Linked DNA regions of Callithrix jacchus: region 1 is linked to region 2. Evidence: chromatin contacts called from public Hi-C data. All regions are on one chromosome and are shown on one strand. Each heading gives the region's core, a stretch centred on a gene start, on an enhancer-like site or on the middle of the called end of the contact. The rest is flanking DNA. Distances are from core to core; before and after follow the strand shown. Region 1 holds the start of XXYLT1 (xyloside xylosyltransferase 1). Region 2 holds the start of FAM43A (family with sequence similarity 43 member A).

Region 1 (2,700 bases), core at 175-2,674, 570 kb before region 2:
TCGGTGGTAGGCAGTGTTCTGCTTTTTAACTGTTGTCTCTCATAAGCCAATGAGGCATAGATATTAATATTAGCCCCATTTTCTATATGGTGTAATTGCAGTTCAGCATGATTAAGTAACATGCATAAAGTCCAAAAATCGGTATGGAAGAGATTGAATTCCAGCCTGGATCATTCACCCCAGAGCTTGCTCTCTTAACCAGTGTCATATGTTAACAGTTGTGATAAAATACACACAACTCAGAGCGTGAATTACTGTTTTTGGAGCTAATCCTGACTAGAAGCTTGGACTTGGAAACAGTATGACTTGGGTTAGGATCCCAGCTCCATTATTTACTAGCCTACTAAATTTGGGTAATTCTCTAAATCTCGGTGTCCTCCGTTGTAAAATACCTCTACCTCATAGACTTGTGAGAATCCAGTGTTTTCCAGGAAAGTGTTACTCCAATAGAAAAGAACAAGAGTTAAAAATGAGATGGAATGAGGATCTGGGAAAGGTGGCCTCTACCCACACTTTGAGAAATGATGGCATAGCCCGATAAATTCTGAGACCAATCTATATATGCGTTTGTCCATTATTTTCACCTCCTCCTCTCTCAAGCATGCACAGCACTTGTACGTGATTACTTAAAAACTACTGATATATCCTCAATTCTTATAAGAATGAAGTTAGTAAGTTTTTATCTAGTTAGCAGTGTGCAACTGCCCAGGGTCAAAATTGCCACTCGCTAGCTCTGTGACTTTGGGCAGGTAACCTCGCTGTGCAAAATTCCCTGGTACCTATGAAGGCTCTTGATAAAGCGTTAAAAGTCTGTTTACAAAACAAAAAGCTAATGAATGTTGCCCTATTGGGCTTTACTACGCATTGGGGGTTCGGGGAGCAGGTTCGGGCGGCCGGCGGGGGCCCCCTGCTGGCCACATCCCCCAGCCTCTGTCAGCTCCGCATCCGGCGCAACGTGCGGCCCGGGCAATTTCCTCCCAGGGCAGCGGGAGAAGGGAGGAGCTGCCGGTTTAAATTCCCTACCTCCAGCTTGGGTGCAGGGAGAGGCGGAGAGGGCTTAAAGCCTCCAAGAAATTGGGGAGGAAAAAGGTGCAGAGAGAAGTTTTCCCTCTTGGTGCCTCCAGCTTTGCTTTTTGCTGACCTAAGTTCCTCCGTTCGGGCGCCTCCATTCCATCCAGGGCTCAGCTTGAATATCTGGCCTCTGGTGCCCGGCGCGTAGGCGCCACTTCTCAGCCGGGACAGTGGGCCGGCCCTCAGTATGCTGGGGTCCTCAATCCGCGCCTCCCGCGCAGGGTGGTGGATCCCACTGAACCCCTAGCCCGGCCTCTAACCCCTCGGAACCTAGGACCCAGTAGCTACCGCACGCTCGGTCCCGCTCCTCCGCGTACCGGCGCCCGCGATTGGCTCCAGGCGGCTCGGCCCCGCCCCTGCCATGGCCGCCGCCCGCCGCCGGGGCTAAGTGGCCGCCGGCGTCCGGGTACCCGAGGGCTCTCTCGCGTTGCCGGTGCCGCTGGCGCCGCTGTCTCGTGGCTCATGGGCCTCCTCCGAGGCGGGCTCCCGTGCGCTCGGGCCATGGCGCGCCTGGGGGCTGTGCGCTCTCACTACTGCGCGCTGCTACTGGCTGCAGCGCTGGCCGTCTGCGCCTTCTACTACCTCGGCTCTGGCCGGGAGACTTTCTCCAGCGCCACCAAGAGGCTGAAGGAGGCCCGCGCCGGGGGCCCCGCTGCGCCCTCGCCGCCCGCGCTGGAGCTGGCGCGGGGCTCCGTGGCGCCAGCCCCTGGCGCTAAGGCCAAGAGCTTGGAGGGCGGCGGGGCCGGGCCGGTGGACTACCACCTGCTGATGATGTTCACCAAGGCGGAGCACAATGCAGCGCTGCAGGCCAAGGCCCGCGTCGCGCTGCGCTCACTGCTGCGCCTCGCTAAGTTCGAGACGCACGAGGTGCTTAACCTTCACTTCGTGAGCGAGGAGGCCAGCCGCGAGGTGGCCAAGGGCCTGCTGCGGGAGCTCCTGCCGCCCGCCGCTGGCTTCAAGTGCAAGGTGAGCGGGGCGGCCTCTGGGGGCTCCCGGTGGGTGGCCCACCCCGTCCTAGGCGAGATCAGTGCGCGCTCCCCAAGGGGATCCGGGGAACGAGGGGGTAGGATCGTCCCTGAGCTGCCCACCTGCAACGTAGTTCCTGACATATGTGAGTTACCTGGGTCAAATTGCTTATTTGATTTTGACCTGATAGTTGTACAGAGGGGATCCGAGGCCAGATTTTGGAAAAGAAGTACTAGGTGATATTGAAGGGTGGAGGCTGATGTTGGTTGGGGCAGCGTGCTAAGGCAGGAGTTGTATTATCTGAATAACTTAAGTGAGTGACTAGGGGAGCTGCTGCCAGGATCCTACAGGCTTCGGGAGTCTGCGGTGGCTCCTTGTTGCCTACAGAGTCAAGTCCCAGTTTCTTGGTAGTGCTGTTGTGTTGTGAGCCAGGTCCGCGTCTCTGGCTTCACCTATCCTCCTTCCTCTACATGCATCTCATACCTTAGCTATGTATAGAGACTGGGCCTTTATACATGCCGTACTCTGCCCACAATGTCCTTTCGGCCCTTGGCTATTCTTTACTCAGCTTTCACCTCCCCTGAGAAAGTCCCTAGATCCTGGGACATCTGAAGGTCCTCTCTGGAGGTGGGGCCTGGCAGCCTGTCCCAGGTGATCCTAATG
Region 2 (2,700 bases), core at 50-2,549:
TGCGGATACCCTGCGCACTCACCGTCAGCTTCATCTTGGTGCCCTGACGGCCCGCCTCGCTCTTGCTCCAGATCTTGCCCACAGCAAGGTCCGTGCAACCGTCGCCGCGCGCCTGGATGGTGGTGGCATTGCCCAGGTAGAGCACGGTGTAAGTTGGGTCCTCGCTGGTGATGTGCAGCTTCTTGCGCTTGGAGCGGAACATGCTGCCCACCCGGCTAAGCGCGCCTTCGGGGCACGCCCGCGCCAGCGAGCTGAGCGCCGAGTAGTGCAGGCTCACAGCGTAGCCCTTGGGCTTGGACGCCTGCCGCGGCGGCGCCTCGGCCAGCAGCTCGAACTTGTGCTTCTTCCACGGCAGCATCTCCGAAGGGCGCCCCGGCGCAGCTGGGCGGCGGCGGCGGAGCGCCGGATGCGAGCCCCGCTGAGCCACCGGCCCCAGCCGGGCTCGGCCCGGGCAAGATCGAAAAATAAAATTCTACTGGGAGTGGCCCAGGGGTAGGGAGTTGGGGGGAGGCGGGGGAACCCCTCAGAGAGTGGGGGTAAATTTTCTAAAAAAGAAAATATTCAGCTTCGATTGTGCTGAAAAGGTATGTGTGTGTTGGGGGGGAGTTGAGGGGCCAAGCGCGCACACAGACTTACCCCAGCCTGGGCAAGGGCGAGGGCAAAGAGTCTCAGGCAAGCCACAAAATGCGAGAGAACGAGCGTGGAGCAGAAACGGTCAGGAAAAAAGCTAGAAGCGCGCGTGCAAATAAATAAAGAGAGCCCCAGCAACAGCACTGGGATGGTGCGAGAATATGCAGGAACTCCTCGGCGAACGAGAAGAGGGTCCCCTAACACACACAACCCCTAGGACTGGGGCCGAAACCCGGGGAAACTCTACAGCGAGTGTGCCCAGGGGCCGCTGCTCCCCACCTCCAAGGGGTGCTGGAGACGAAGAGCCCCTCGGCCGGGCTGGTCTCAGAGACAGCAGCTTGCCCCAAGTGCGGTGGGAGGCTGGGTCCGGCTGACCGCGGCGGGCCCCGCGCAGCAGTCCCGCGGGGGCTCACTGCATCTTCGCTCCGCCAGACACCGGGGACTCGCGCTCGGCCGGCTCAGTGTCCGGGATAGCTTGGCCAGGGCAGCGCTGGGCTCCGAGGGCAGGGGGCGCGCATGGTCGGCTCTGGGGACCGCCGCTACCTCATTTCTTCCCTCCGAGGCGATGTCCAACTCCGCTGCCCGGCTCTCCGCGGTCGACTGCCCGCCTTTGCAGCGCGCCCTCTCCAGTGCTGCGAGCGATGGCCAGCTCGCCTGCTTCACATCCTTGCCGTCCGGGAGGAAGATCTCGGGTAAATATAGGCCGGCGCAAACCATTCGCCGCGCGGGGACAGGGGAGGAGCAGAGAAGAGGATCTGTTTCGGGCTCCGACGCCGGGCAGATTCCCGGTCTCTTAAAGGGACCCGGTGACAGCCATTGCTCGAGGGAGCGGCGAGACCGGTCCAATCCGGCAATTACATCTCAAATTTATCAGCATCTCTTTTGTCTACGGAAATCTCTGGGAACTGGGGTTACCCCGCAGCAAAAGGACTTGAATCCTGACACTCCACCCCCAGGCTGAATTGCAACTCGATGAATACAGGTATGTCTAGATCGAAACTTCTGGGGTAGGTGGCAGAAGATGAGATTATAGGCTATAATTTCCTAAGCAATCGTTTGGGAAAATAGTGGTTTCTTCCTTGTGTGACAGCTCTCCGAGAATAACTGGGTGCTGTTTAATATTCTTATTTTCAGAATTGTATTCGATATTAAAGAGAGAGGCACAGAAAACACCAAGGCTTATCTGTCACTGTCTTGGAACTGGTATTCACAGGTAAGCGGCAGACAGTGAAAAGTCAGGTGCATGGTAAGATGATTGGAGTGAATCCTGTAGACTATCAACAATGAATAAGGGGCTTCCCGATCTTAACCCCCAGCAAGACCCCCTCCTGCTGTCGGACCTCAGAGTAGAACAATTTTTTGATATACATACAATTTCTTTCTTTTTCTTTCTTTCTTTCGAGACGGGGTTTCACCATCTTGGCCAGGCTGGTCTCGAACTCCTGACCTTGTGATCCACCCACCTCAGCCTCCCAAAGTGCTGGGTTTACAGGTGTGAGCCACCATGCCGGGCCTGAGATAAATACAATTTCTAAGTAATGCGTGTGTAGTTAGTTTACTTCACCAGGCCATTCATGCAGTTTTATTATATATCATTGACATATTTTGGATGAGAATTCCTAGTAAAAATTCAAATGACATTTTTTATTTGAGTGACAAATACTGCCTGGCCACCCTCCAATGGGAGTGATAATTGCATCAGTATTGCTTTTATCAAGTGCCAATTGGACAGTGTAGTTGTAGTCCTCTGGCCCGATTCACCCTTAGCCAGTAACTCATTTCTGGGCCCTTGAAACAACCTCCTCACTTCTATGGTCTCCTCATTCAAAGCAAAAAGACTTATAGCTGGAGTGGGATAAATGTCCAAACTATCCTGCATCAAACTCCCAGGCTGGTCCTGGATGAGGACAGTGATCCCTTGCCACCATCCAAGTCCACTGGGGATCTTTAATGTCTCTGGCTTCCACGCCAGAGTCACTGCAGCCAATCCTGGGAATTCCCTAACCCTCTACCTTTGCCAACTTTTAACCTTCCTTTGAACTCTAATTCAGTTTTCTCAGTCATTGATGC

The links. A called contact is a pair of places that touch in the nucleus more often than the background predicts.
Region 1: a Hi-C map of skeletal muscle shows a contact between it and region 2, with 4 times the contacts expected there. The contact joins the promoter of XXYLT1 here to the promoter of FAM43A in region 2. A contact is called at or near these places in 2 of 3 Hi-C or Micro-C datasets (both in skeletal muscle).

Annotation. Positions count from the first base shown.
Region 1 is chr15:24,199,599-24,202,298 of calJac240_pri, reverse strand. XXYLT1 (xyloside xylosyltransferase 1) reads left to right here and starts at 1,424. Exons shown (of 4, transcript XM_078350552.1): 1 at 1,424-2,182.
Region 2 is chr15:23,634,006-23,636,705 of calJac240_pri, reverse strand. FAM43A (family with sequence similarity 43 member A) reads right to left here and starts at 1,299. Exons shown (of 1, transcript XM_008981425.4): 1 at 1-1,299. The coding sequence starts at 358.